2 separate regions of the Macaca mulatta genome follow, and region 2 is linked to region 1. Evidence: chromatin contacts called from public Hi-C data. All regions are on one chromosome and are shown on one strand. Each heading gives the region's core, a stretch centred on a gene start, on an enhancer-like site or on the middle of the called end of the contact. The rest is flanking DNA. Distances are from core to core; before and after follow the strand shown.

Evidence for each region. A called contact is a pair of places that touch in the nucleus more often than the background predicts.
Region 2: a Hi-C map of fetal cortical plate shows a contact between it and region 1, with 3 times the contacts expected there. The contact joins the promoter of ENOPH1 here to the promoter of LIN54 in region 1. A contact is called at or near these places in 2 of 14 Hi-C or Micro-C datasets (fetal cortex germinal zone and fetal cortical plate).

The regions. Positions count from the first base shown.
Region 1 is chr5:50,757,297-50,764,023 of T2T-MMU8v2.0, reverse strand. It overlaps LIN54 (lin-54 DREAM MuvB core complex component), which reads right to left and starts at 2,777. Exons shown (of 11, transcript XM_028848456.2): 1 at 2,628-2,777.
Region 2 is chr5:51,377,227-51,384,449 of T2T-MMU8v2.0, reverse strand. ENOPH1 (enolase-phosphatase 1) reads left to right here and starts at 3,143. Exons shown (of 6, transcript XM_078003452.1): 1 at 3,143-3,447. The coding sequence starts at 3,364. HNRNPDL (heterogeneous nuclear ribonucleoprotein D like) reads right to left here and starts at 2,749. Exons shown (of 8, transcript NM_001260709.1): 1 at 1,782-2,749; 2 at 816-984; 3 at 556-717; 4 at 1-83. The coding sequence starts at 2,224.

The DNA of each region.
Region 1 (6,727 bases), core at 1,528-4,027:
TAAAGAAACATACAACCCCAAGAACTGCTGAACACCATCAAAGCAACACCCGCCAGAGTGGCTGTTTTAAAAATTGTATCAGGAAATCATGCTAAGTGCTAGCGGTTCCTCTAGGCCTCAGCAGCAGCCTTAGGTATAAGAGCAAACTGGAGCCCTCTTAACACTCAAAGAATAATGTTGATGTCATGACGAGGCTACTGATTCTTCGCACTCCGGACAAGTCATTCCTTGATCCACAGCGCAGTTCTTTCCCCACCCACCCCCATCCCCCCAAATAAAGAGATCTCCAGACAGAGAAGCCCTCGGGTACCCCCTCCTCCTCTACCTCCAGCGGCTGCCGCTTTCTCCTCCCTCGGGCTCCGAGGTGGGGGCTCCAGAAGGTCCTGGGCAATCCCGAGCCCCGGCGGGGCTTGTTTTGCCCGTGCACGATAGCTCTGGCCAACAGCTTCCTTTCCCAGTTTGTCCAAACTGGAGCGCTTCAGGGTACCCGGGGCCCGAGAAGGGAGCCGGGGTGGCGACGTCGCCGCCGCCGCCGCCTCTGGTATGTCAGGGGCCGGGATTGTATTTCGAAAGATCCGCCATTTTCACCTCGTCATCACCATCACAGCTCAGCAGCTTCCCCGACAGCCGGAGCCCGGGCCGCCGCCGCCGCCGCCGCCACCACCAGTAACCTCCCCCTTCCTCCTCCCCTCCCCGCCCGCCCCTCCCGGGAGGCGCACACCCACATATCCGGGGAAGCCTCCCGCCGCCCCGCCAACCTTCAAACGCACAAGGGCCGTGCAAGTGCACACCGGCTACGCCGAGACCTTTCACCCCCGGGCGGAGCACGGGCCCCCGCAGGGACGCCAAAGGAAGTCGCGCCACCTGCGGGGTCCCAAGTCCGGCATATTTTTGTTTGCAAGACCAAAAGCCATGCGGAGGGTGGCATAAGGACAATAAAGAACCCAAACTCTTTTATTTTCAGAGCAGCAACTTGAGAGAGATGGTGGAATGCGTTTTATTCACTGTGGCTATCTCAGGTACCAAAAACACTGTGAAGACCCTTAATGTCATTCACCAACTTTGACATTTTACCCCACCTGCGGAACTACTTTGACAGGATGAGCTATTTCCATATGCATGTTCGACCTTTGACACCTTTGTCAATTACAGGCAGCACTCCTCATGCAGGTGAGCTGGTCAAAACACTTCATTTTAAAAAATAAAGTTCTGAGCTGTCTTCCTCTCCAACTTAATTTTATCTGGTCATTTCTGTCCATGAACACTGTGACTTCCAATCTGTCATCGGTTTAAGACGTCAAAGCGCAACTAGATTTAAAATGTATTGAACTAATTGTAGAAACATTCATGAATGATCAATTTCTAAAATATTGAAAATATAACTCTAAGCTAAAAGTATTTGCCAAATGTTTTTAGGATCTAAGTCATCAAATTAAAAAAAAAAAAACCATCTGCTGCTGATATATTTGTTCAATACAGTGAAAATAAACAGCTTGCTTCAGAACAAGACCCTAGAGTTACCTACTAGGTAAGTGAGAGTTAACAGCTCCTGTCATCAGTCAGTTGAATAAGTAACCAAAAGAGAACAGAGATAATTCTTAATCATTTAAAAAATAACAAAACATAAGCTGCAAGGCTTCTTCTGAGACCAACACTTAAAAAAAAAAAAAAAAAGGAAACTGGCTGCCTTTGTCAATTTCAAAAAGAGTTAACCAACCAAAAACTTAATTCTTTATCATTCAACTACAATATAAGCTCTGGGCAAACTGAATTTCAAGGCTGCGAACAGGGCCACTCTACTGTCTAAGTTAGTGTAAGAAGATTAAGGTTGAAGTTGAAAAAGTCATTTCATTTCCCTACCTTGTTTCAATGGCAACTCCATATAAAAGTCGGTAGATTCAGCCTTCAACAAGGGCTGTCTACCACCCACCCCAATTGCTGTTTTTATATGCAGACTGCCAGATGCTGAGAGTGTAAAGTGTTATCAGTTACTTCATCTTTAAACTTCATTTCCCTACTGACGGCCCCGTCCATCCGCACTCTGCTTGGTTGTTTACCGTTGCTGTCCAAGCTAAGTCCCGGCCCGCTCCCTTCCCCCGTGCACCTCGGGAACATTATGACATTTGGCTGGTGGGCTTCGCGAGGAAAACGGACACGCACGAACAAGAGCCTATACAAAGGGGCATAGGAAGAACGCGGCGGCGGGCAGTAGGGAGAGGAGGGACTGGCACAAAATGACACAGCAGCAAAACCGGTTCCCAGAAACCCGGGGCAGCCACGGCCGGCTTGTTGGGTCGCGCAGTGTGCGTGTCAACAGCCGCGGGAGCCCTTCCTCCAGACCGCCAGGCAGGCGGCTGGCCGAGCGCTGGCCCTGCCGGGTGACAGCCACCCTCCCGGGAGCCGGCGGGAAGAGACGGAGCCCCGAGGATCCTCCGCCCCCCGCAGCCCAGGGAAGGGGCGCGGCTGACCCCGCTGGCGGGTTCCCGCTCCCCGCCAAGGCCCACCGGCCCGGGCTCCCGGAGGGAGCGGTCCAGCGCTCTCCGCCCGCGCAGCCACTCGCAGCGGGGGCCGGTTCCCCCTTCCCGCCCGCCCGCCCAGTAGCCCCCATCCCGGCGGCTGACACTCACCAAAGCCGGCGGCGCCGCCGCCTCCTAGTCGCGCGGCGCTCCCTGGGCTCCCAGCAGCAGCGGCGGCGGCGGCGCCTCCGAGACACAGACCAGGGTTTGTTCAAAATCACGCGCCCAGCGCCATTCCACCGCCGCATCCCATAATACGCCGGGCCCTCCCCGCCCGCGCGCCCCTCTCTGCCCGCCCCTGCGCTCAGCACCCCGCCCCACGGCCGGCTTCCTTCGCTCCGCCTCTTCCGCGGTGCCTCGCCCCTCCTCTTGGCAACCCGAGCCCGCGTTATTCCGCCCGGCTCCGCCGGGGCGCTACAGCTCCACGTGACTCCGAGTGGCGCCCGGTCAAAGTGATCGCACGGAATGTTCCATCCCACTGAAGCTGGTGGGGGGAGGACCCGCATCGCGCTGCTGTTGGGAAAGACCGTCCCTTCGTCTAGCTTTCCTTGTTAGGAAGTGTGAGCTGTAGGTGCGACTTCCAGGATATCCCGCTGTTTGATGTGCTTGAGTGAGGAGGTGATCAGTAGTCACAAATGCCAAGTCACTGTGTTTTTAGGCACTAATTTTGCAGGGGTCGCTAAAAAGCCCCAGGGAGATCATTGAGAGTTAAACTTATTTTGAAAGAGACCTTTTGTTTTTTTCTTGCAACACACAGCTAAGACTAACACAGTCAAAATTATTTGTATTTAATCACCTTTTATTTTTTCCCGCGATTTATATGATATCCAAATACGGAGTCGGATGACCAGACGCTGAGAGATCATTCTGAGGGGAAAAAGAAAAAATATTCTGAGAGATTATTAACTGCTGTGTGTGAGACAAGCACTACAGATATGAAAAAATAGAAAATACAAGAGTGTAAATGTAAGATGGTGCGGTACAGTGTATAATTTGCTAATGGAGCACGGAGGACATACAGGTCAGCATCAGAGACTACCTAGGGAACACAATGGAGGAGGTGAAACTAGTGGAGGCAGCAATCACTTTGGAATCAAGCGGTACTGGTATTTAGTGGCACCTCCGTTTATTAGTGTATAACGTTTATTTTCCTATCCAGCAAATAAAAATAACAAAACTTCCCAGAATTCTGATGATTAAATAAAATGAAGGGTGCTAAGCAGGTACACTGTCTCTGCCTAAAATGTTAGTTCCCTTGTGCCATAATCAACACCCAGTACCAGCCCAAACACTAATAGTCAGGATTTAACAAGGCAGATGTCATGAAATTAGCAAAGCCTTGAAAATGGTAAGGTCTGTGACATGTGCAAGGAATGTGATAAAGTTGAAAGACACAAAGGCTTTGTTGGAGATCAGCATTGTGAGCCCACTTTATGAGGAACCTTGAGAGCTAGTGTGAGAAATCCTCATGGTAAAATGATTGATGGTACTGTTGGCGCACCACTGGAAGGAAGAAGAGAGTGCGATGGGGTACCCAAAACTGGCTAGATTTTAGAGAGACCAAACAAATCTCAAAAAAGGGAGACCCTTTCCCAGTTTATTCCACAAGGCAGCATAACTCTCATACTAAAACCCAAGACAAACAGTGCCCAAAAAAGAGAAGGGAAACTTCCTTTCTCACTATGATTTTGTTATGAAGGGAAAATTGATTATTTAGATGTTATTGATCTGGTGCTGTGGCTCACACCTGTAATCGCAGGACTCTGGGAGACCGAAGCAGGAGGATGGGTTGAGGCCAGGAGTTTGAGACCAGCCTGGGCAACGTAGTGAGATTCCATCTCTACAAAATAATTTTTTTTTAAATAAAAAGAATTAAGATATTATCAGACCAGGCGCAGTGGCTCACACCTGTAATCCCAGCGCTTTGGGAGGCTGAGGCAGGTGGATCACCTGAGGTCAGGAGTTTGAGACCAGCCTGGCCAACATGGGGAAACCCTGCCTCTACTAAAAATACAAAAATTAGCCGGGCATGGTGGAATGCGCCTGTAGTACCAGCTACTCAGGAGGCTGAGGCAGGAGAATCACTTGAACCCGAGAAGCAGAGTTTGCAGTGAGCCGAGGTCATACCAGTGCACTCCAGCCTGGGTAACAGAGTGAGACTCTCAAAAAAAAAAAAAAGTTATCAAATTCCAGCAATGTGGTAGTAAAAAGAATTTACAAGCCGGGCGCGGTGGCTCATGCCTGTAATCCGGGCACTTTGGGAGTCTGAGGCAGGTGGATCACGAGGTCAGGAGATTGAGACCATCCTGGCTAACACGATGAAACCCCGTCTCTACTAAACACATAAAAAAAATTAGCCGGGCGTGGTGGCGGGCGCCTGTAGTCCCAGCTACTCGGGAGGCTGAGGCAGGAGAATGGTGTGAACCTGGGAGGCAGAGGTTGCAGTGAGCCGAGATCACGCCACTGCACTCCAGCCTGGGCAACAGAGCCAGACTCCGTCTCAAAAAAAAAAAAGAAAAGAATTTACATCATGACAAAGTATGTGGTTTAGCATAAACAGTGATCTAACATTAAGAAATCTACAAGTATAATTTATTAGACTGAAGGAGAAAAACCAAATGATAGTCTCTAGAGATACACTGTATAACATTCAACAACCACTCTGAATTTTTTTTTTTTTTTTTTTTTTTTGAGACAGAGTCTCACCCTTTCACCCAGGCTGGAGTGCAGTGGCGCGATCTCGGCTCACTGCAACCTCCGCCTCCCGGGTTCACGCCATTCTCCTGCCTCAGTCTCCCGAGTAGCTGGGACTACAGGCGCCCGCCACCACGCCCAGCTAATTTTTTTGTATTTTTAGTGGAGACGGGGTTTCACTGTGTTAGCCAGAATGGCCTTGATCTCCTGACCTCGTGATCTGCCCACCTTGGCCTCCCAAAGTGCTGGGATTACAAGCGTGAGCCACCGCGCCCGGCAACCACTCTGAATTTTTAAAATTCTTAGTAAACTAGAAATAAAAGAATGTTTCCTTAATTGGAGCAAGATAATCATCAGAGAGCAACACCATACATTTCAGTGAAATGGCAGAGGCATTCACCTTAAAATCAGAGACTCAACAAGGAGGCAGGGATATAGTAGCTATTATTTACCATTTTTGAGGGTATCCTAGGTAAGTTAAATAAGAAAAAAAGAAAGAAGAGGTGTAATATATGGGAAGAAGGAGACTAAATGGTCCTTATTAAAAACAATCAGGCCGGGGGCGGTTGCTCAGGCCTGTAATCCCAGCACTTTGGGAGGCCGAGAGGCCGAGGCAGGTGGATCACGAGGTGAGGGGTTCCAGACCAGCCTGACCAACATAGTGAAACCCTGCCTCTACTAAAAATACAAAAATTAGCTAGGCGTGGTGACAGACACCTGTAATCCCAGCTACTCGGGAGGCTGAGGCAGGAGAATTGCTTGAACCCGGGAGGTGAAGTTTGCAGTGAGCCAAGATGGTGCCACTGCATTCCAGCCTGGGTGACAGAGTGAGACTCCGTCTCAAAAAATAAAAATAATAATAATAATCATAGAGGCCAGGCGCGGTGGCTGACGCTGTAATCCCAACACTTTGAGAGGCCGGGGTAGGTGGATCATGAGGTCAGGAGTTCAAGACCAGCCTGGCCAACATGGTGAAACCCCATCTCTACTAAAAATACAAAAATTAGCCGGGTGTGGTGGTGGGCTCCTGTAATCCCAGCCACTCAGGCGGCTGAGGCAGGAGAATAGCTTGAATCCGGGAGGCAGAGGTTGCAGTGAGCTAAGATCACACCGTTGCACTCTAGCCTGGGACAGAGCAAGATTCCATCTAAAAATAAAAATAAATAAATGAAAATAAAAATAATCATAAATAGTTATTTTTCCTGTTTTTTGTTTGGTATTGTTTTGTTTTTTGAGTCTTGCTCTGGCCAGGCTGGAAGGCAGTTCCTCGATCTCGACCCACTGCAACTTTCGCCTCCCGGGTTCAAGTGATTCTCCTGCCTCAGGCAGAGTCCCAAGTAGCTGGGATTACAGGCTCAGGGGCCACCATACACAGCTAATTTTTTTTTTTTTTCATATTTTTAGTAGAGATGGGTTTTCACCATGTTGGCCAGGTTGGTCACGAACTCCTGACCTCACATGATCCACCCTCCTCAGCCTCCCAAAGTGTTGGGATTTCAGGTGTGAGCCACCGCATC
Region 2 (7,223 bases), core at 1,894-4,393, 620 kb before region 1:
GGCTCTTCATCGGTGTATGTGATAAAACAAAATCCTCTTCTCTCATTTGTTTTTGTATCCATGGGAAGTTCAATATTTTCAATCTGAAATCGAGATGCACACTCAAGGTCATCCCATAATTGTAAAATGCTACCAGAGTGTCAGAATGCCACAGGTACTTTTCAGGCTTCAACTTAAACATGTTATTCTTATCAGGTGACTTCTATACAGACATCACTGCTTTATGATCAACATCAGCCTTCAGTGATTTGTTGTATATTTGAAGCATTGAGAGAAAAGTAAAACATCCTTTAATATTATTTTGTACCCCAAAGATGCCACTAACTAACAAGTCCAAACACCGACCACATTTAAGTGCCCATGTTTTGGCTAAATTAAGATAGTTGGGTTTCCATCAGAGCAGCAATCAAATCAAGGTACAGTCCCTGGAAGCGACTTGAGCAGTCATTTAATCCTACCCTCACACGAAACATGAATCTGCCCTGTATAAATCGGACCAGGATTAAACATTTTATAAACACATCAAGCTTAACATGTGTAAACATAATCACACACCTCTCCAAAGGCTCCAAAATATTCTTTAATTTGTTCTTCAGAAGTATCCGGGCTCAATCCACCCACAAAAACCTTTTTGGGGGGTTCTTTCCCTTTTAAAGCTTTGGCCCTTTTGGGATCTATCAATTTGCCATCCAGTTTGTGTTCTTTCAGTTCCAAAACCTACAAGACAGATTTATTTAATCTGACAGCAGCATATAACCCCCAGAAAAATGTGCAAAACACTACAAAAGCAGCACAATGCAAAACACAGTTCCTACCTTATCAACACTAGCAGCATCTTTGAAAAGCACAAATCCAAATCCTCTTGATCTCCCAGTGACTGGATCTGTTTTAATTGTGCAGTCTACAACTTCCCCAAATCGAGACAAATACTCTGTCAGATCTTTTTTGCTTGTATCCCAGCTCAAGCCTCCAATAAACATTTTACTAGAAATAAAAGGTTTTTTAAAAAATTAACAGTAACTCAAATGGTCCTTCAGTTCTGGAATTAAATCGTAGAATAAAAACAGGAACATTTATCCCCTAAGTGTAAGCAATTTAATCCATGTTTACATTTAATCTATTTCACACAAAAATCCCAATATCCCAACAAAGTTACTCAAACCAGCGGACAGCTCGCTCTCCGCACTACATAAAGCAAAACTCAAAGGAGACCAATAAAATATAGTAAAGGTTCTGCCCAGATTGCTTCAGCTACAAGGCCCAACTTCCTAGATGAATCCCTCACATCTTATCTTAGGTCCATCCTCGTCCTCAGCTGTCAAGCCAACGTTCCACCCAGAGAACTCATCAATCATAATACGTTTTGTGAATCTGGGTACCAGTCGCCTGCTTGTGCCCGAACTCAGAGTCCTCTAAAACTCTTCCCAGGAAAACCGCGCCGAGTGGTAACAGACACACAATGAAGAGGCGTCGGCAGCTGCAGCGAGCGGCGCTGGGAGGCCGGCCCCTCCCCCCCGGGTCCCACGCGGCGCCTGCGCGCTCGGGACAGAGACGCCGCCGCCCTCCTCCTCCAACCCCTCCGCCCTTCCCCCACTCTTCCCGGGTCTCTCCAGTCACCCCCTCGATCTCTTACTTTCCTCTTCCCTCCAAGCTAGTGGGGCCCAGAGGGCACGCGGGGAATCGACTCTGAGAAAGAATGGGGGCAGCGCGCGGCTCACGAGGGACGAAGGGCGCGTGCGGCGCGCTGGGGGAGGGGGAGCGGGGGAAGAAGCGTGCGGTACCCGTCATCCTGCTGATTCTTGCTCGCGTTTATCTTGGATCCCTCTGCGAATTCTTCTATGTTGCTGTACTCGTTCATATCCTCCATAGTGGCGGAGCTGTTGGCAGGGGGGTGCTGGCGCGCAGTCCGGGTCGCGGCAGCAGCGGCGGCGGAGCGTTGTATGGAGCTGGATTTAAAATGGCGGCGGAAGAGATCCGGGCGCCGCCTGCGCCCTCCCTTTATAGTCGCCCCGCCCGCCAATCGGGAGGGCTGCTGGGCGGTGACGTGGCGCTGGGCCCGGCGCGCCCCCTGCCGGGCGGAGCTGGGAGCGAGTGAAGGGAGGAGCGGGGCTAGCTGCCGCGGCGCCCGCGGCCGCCAATGGGAGAGGCTGCGGGAGGCTAAAGTAGCGGGAGCGGAGGGGAACAATGGCGGCGGCACATGGGAAAGCCGGGGCGGGACCTCCATCGCGGCCCTCCCGGCAAGGAGAGAGGCCACGCGTGAGGGGACGCGGGCTTGGGAGAAGAGAAGAATCAGAAGAGAAAAACGAAGGGGCGTAAAGTCCTGGGGTCAGCAGTCCCGAACAGAGCCGACGCAAGGCCACAGTCCCTCTTGCCTTGGGAGCCTTTGTCTCTGGCGTCCGGTCCAGCCCACTCCTACCAAAGAGCCGTGAACCCCGCCTTTTTCTGCCCTCGGTTCGCCAGTGCGGAGCCGCTGCGGCGGCCGCTGCTACCGACTAGCACCGCGGCCGGGCTACTCCGGAAAAAGGCGGACTGCGCCCGGCGCTGGCGACTGAGGCGGCGAGCGCGCTCGCCCGCCGCGCGCACGCGTGTTTTGTCCTCGAGCTGGCAGGAACCAGCCGAACAGGAAGCGGGCGCGCGACGGCCCCTCCGGACAGCGCAGCGCGGGCGTCTCTTCCGCTGTGGCCACGGGCGCGCGGGCCGAGGGGGCGCAGCGAGGCCTCCTGGCTGATCGGCCGAAGCCCGAGCCCCGCGCGGCCTCTCTGGCAGGCTGAGGCCGGGAGGAGGGGCGGAGGCTGGCCAGATGACTGTATCTATGCAAGGACGGAGGCGGTGGGCGGGGAGGGGGCTGGATGCAGTAGAGGGCAAGGGGCACTCACATCCCCGGCGCGCCACTCGCGGGGCTCCCTTCTGCACGTGCCCCGGGCCTCTCCCGCTCGCTCAACCTGTCTGCGGAGGGCGCGCTCTCGCGCATCCTGCTCCCGCGTTCGCTTCTTTGTTCCCGCCCACGCGAGGCCCATTTTGACGGATCGCGTTCGAGGCCCGACGGCGACCAATTGGCGCTGGGCTTTCGCACCCCGCCCCGCCGAACCCAGCACGGCCCGCCCCTTTTCCTGCCCACGTGGTCTCGGGCTCCTGCCCCGTCCTGCTCACGAGTTCAGGGGCTCCTGGGCGGCCGCCTTTTCCAGTGCCAGGTGTGCAGAGGTGTTCTCTTCCCTACGCGCGGCGGGCTGCACTTGGTCGCTGACTCCAAGATCGCGCGGGGCCGTCGGAAGCCCAGGACGGTACCGGGGGCAGCAGCCGCAGCCGGCGCCGCCCTCCACCCTCCCCGACTGCAGGCCGAGTCCCGTAGCATCCGGAAGGGAAATGGTCGTGCTTTCGGTCCCCGCCGAAGTCACCGTGATCCTGTTAGATATCGAAGGTACCACAACCCCGATTGCTTTCGTGAAGGTGAGGGGCGGAAGGGAGCGGGGATGTTACTTCTCCTTAAAAACAGTTATTATTTTTTTCTAAGTATTGCAGGCCTTGCATTAGAGACGAGGGTTAGGAGAGGCGCTGTGGCTTTGCCTCTTCTGTGGAATGGGGAGGGAGGAGAGAAAGCCTGCGGCGGGTGGCGGGGATGCTTTTCCTCGCGGCACTAGCTTCTCCCTCCCCCGCCCTTGGGCTTGGTTGGATCCAGATGGGTGGGAAGGGATGGAAGTTGAAGCTAAAAATCGCCGAAGGGCAGGTAAGCCGGGGCGGGGTGTGACCGTGTGGGCCTCCCTACCCGGCAGGTGTGCACCCGGTCGCTTCCGCCGGTGAGCGCAGCCTTTCTGCTCCGTCGGGCCTGGTGTGGCAGCGGCAGCGATTTAATGGTCCTTGAAGCTTCTAATCTCAAAATGGAAAGACTGAAGTGTCAAGAGGAGTCTTCAGGTGGCCCTGGTGTCGGGCAATCAAGGTTCCTCTTTGCCCCTTCCCACTCTTGCTGTTAGTGGCCAAACTGCACGCTGTATTACTTTACTCTGTTAGGCTCTGTGGTCCACAGCGCTGATTTTTTTTGAGCGATAGGACACGTTTAGATTCCGTTCACTTTCCTCAGAAAACCGTAGAAGCTTGAAGCTCTTATCCAGAGCGTTCCTTCTAGGATGTCATTGTGAACCAGCACTTGTCTGCACCTCAGCTTACAACTTAGCGGATTCCTTCTTTATTCTTTGTCTGTTAGAATAAGTAAATATGAAATGTTACTTTAATTTTTGAAAGAATTCCTCAGGCCTTGTCTTTTTATTTGGCTCCCTGAGGTTTAAGAATTCATTGCAGGCCGGGTGCGGTGGCTCACACCGGTAATCCCAGCACTTTGGAAGACTGAGGCGAGCGGATCACGAGGTCAGGAGATCGAGACCATCCTGGCTAACACGGTGAAACTCAGTCTCTACTAAAAATACAAAAAATTAGCCGGGCGTGGTGGTGGACGCCTGTAGTCCCAGCTACTCGGGAGGCTGAGGCAGGAGAATGGGTGAACCCGGGAGGCGGAGCTTGCAGTGAGCTGAGTTAGAGCCACTGCACTCCAGTCTGGGCAACAGAGCAAGACTACGTGTCAAAAAAAAGAAAAAAAGAAAAAAAAAGAATTCATTGTAGATACAAGTACTTCTTCTTAGAGGTGCTTGCATACACAATCATAGTCGAGATATACAAAGTATATTACAAAGTAGGAAAAATCCATTTTCCAAGAAACCGAGCAGCTTGGGTTTTAAATTCTATTTTAGTTTACATTTTAAAAAAATTACCTGTGAATGAGGCTTTTTTTTTTTTTCTTTGAGACAGTCTCACTCTGTTGCCCAGGCTGGAGTGGAGTGGAGTGCAGTGGTGCAGTCACAGCTAACTGCAGCCTCGACCTCGCTGGGCTTAGGGCATCCTCCTGCCCCAGCCGCTGGAGTAGTTGGGACGGAAGGGAGAGCCACCATGCCTGGCTAATTTTGTATTTTTTGTAGAGACGGGGTTTTGCCATGTTGCCCAGGCTAGTCTGGAATTCTTGGCCTCCCAAAGTGCCAGGATTACAGGCATGAGCTAAGGCGCCTGGCCTGAATGAGTTTCTTGATGTAGGTTATAATATAAAATCCATGTATGCTTTTAGGACACCAAACATAACAACCACTTAAAATTCTTTTAGAAGAATCACAGTACCTTGACATCTTAGCATAGGTTCAGAAGAAATCGAGTTTAGCATTTTCTCCACGGTTTTCATTTTTGTTTTGAGGCGGAGTCTCGCTCTGTCACCCAGACTGGAGTGCAGTGGCATGAGCTCAGCTCCCTGCAACCTCTGCCTCCCAGCTTCAAGCGATTCTTCTGTCCCAGCCTCTCCAGTAGCTGGGATTACAGACATGTGCTACCACATCCAGCTAATTTTTGTATTTTTAGTAGAAAGATGGTTTCACCAGGCTGGTCTCGAACTCCTGACCTCAAGTGATCCACCCACCTGAGTCTCCCAAAGTGCTGGGATTACAGGCATGAACCATGGCGCCCGGCCTCTTCCCCACATTTTGTTTTGTTTTTTTGTTTTGTTTTGTTTGAGACAGAGTCTTGTTCTGTCTCCCAGGCTGGAGTACAATGGTGCACCTCCGCCTCCCGGGTTCAAGCGAGTACAGTGTTGTACCTCCGCCTCCTGCCTCAAGCGATTCTGGTGCCTCAGCCTTCTGAGTAGCTGAGATTACAGATGTGCACCACCACGCCCGGCTAATTTTTGTATTTTTAGTAGAGACACAGTTTTGCTATGTTGGCCAGGCTGGTCTGACTTCAGGTGATCCGGCCTCATTGGCCTCCCAAGAGTGCTGGGATTACAGGCGGGAGCCACCGCGCCTGACCTTCTCCACATTTTTAATCACACCAGAGACCTTTGCGGAAAATTCCAGGACAAATACTGATGATTGATTAATTTCCTTTTTTTGGATTGTGACAGAGTAACTGCTTTCTTGGTTTTCAGAGAAAAAAGGAGTCCTCATTTTTGTTATTTATAGTTAACAGCTCACTCGTTCCATTCTGACTCTCTCTTGCTTTGTACTGTCATCAGGAGACCAAAGATAAGAACAGGAGAGGTAGTGATGTGGCATTAGATCATTAGATACTACCATTATCTGAAGGTAGATTTAGGGAATAAGAAACCTCATACAAAATCAATTTTGCATCAAAACATAATACCCCTCCCCCACCTTTTCCCCCAAGTGTGTCTTCTGCTAGATGACATTATGAGCCACTTCTTGGAATCTTTGTGTCTGTGGCAGACTTATTCTGAAATCCGAAAATAAAAATGTCTTAGTTGCCTGAATAAATTTTTCTGAGTTTGACGCTAGGCAATGTGCAAATTCAATGCAGGCTGCAAAAGAATGATTCAGGGATCTCATTTAAAGGATAATTTCTTATGCCCTGTCCTATAATACTATCTATTGTTAGTTATTAATATTGTTGATCTATTATAATCTAATCTATTATTATGATTTGTTAGACATGCATTTATCAAAACCATTGTTCCTAAAAGTATGTTTAAAAGAAAGGTCTATGTGGATGTTTGGTAATTATGGTAATTATGTAATAAAGGATTCCATTAAATGCACTTTTGGGAAATGCTAGTCAGAATGAATGCAAATAGATTTCTTTATTGCATGACTGCTCAGAACCTTCAGTATCATACATATATACACACATACACACTTTGTGAGATTTCAAGAGAGTGACATTTCACAAATCTACCTGAACAAAAAACTTAGTAGAGTATCTCAGTGACTAATCTTTTAAATACCTTTTAAAGAGATGCTGAGTTACATTCTTGAATCTGAGCACGGACGGAGAGGTTGAGCATGGGAGTTGAAAGATAATCTACTTGGAGCTTTAAAGTCAGAGTAGGTGTGTGAACTTGTAGCCCTTCCTCCTGTGGAATGATGGAAGGAAACATTGAGTACTGTATACATGCAGTACTCGATCCTTGACTCATTCTAAAAGACTGTGTACGCACTGTGTCTACACTTTACTTAGGATGGAACTGAGGCTCTGAAAAGTTGAAGAAGATGCCTGGGATTTGAACTCAGATTGTCTTATTCATAAAAACTCTTATTTTTTCCATTACTGCACTCAGCCTTGGAAACGGGACCCTCCTGTTTGTCCTGTCTCCTTTGCTTGGCTGCTGTGTATGTTAAATGACACAGTTAGTATGAGAGTCCTTTAATCAACGTGAAGTATTGTACTATAAAAGTATATGG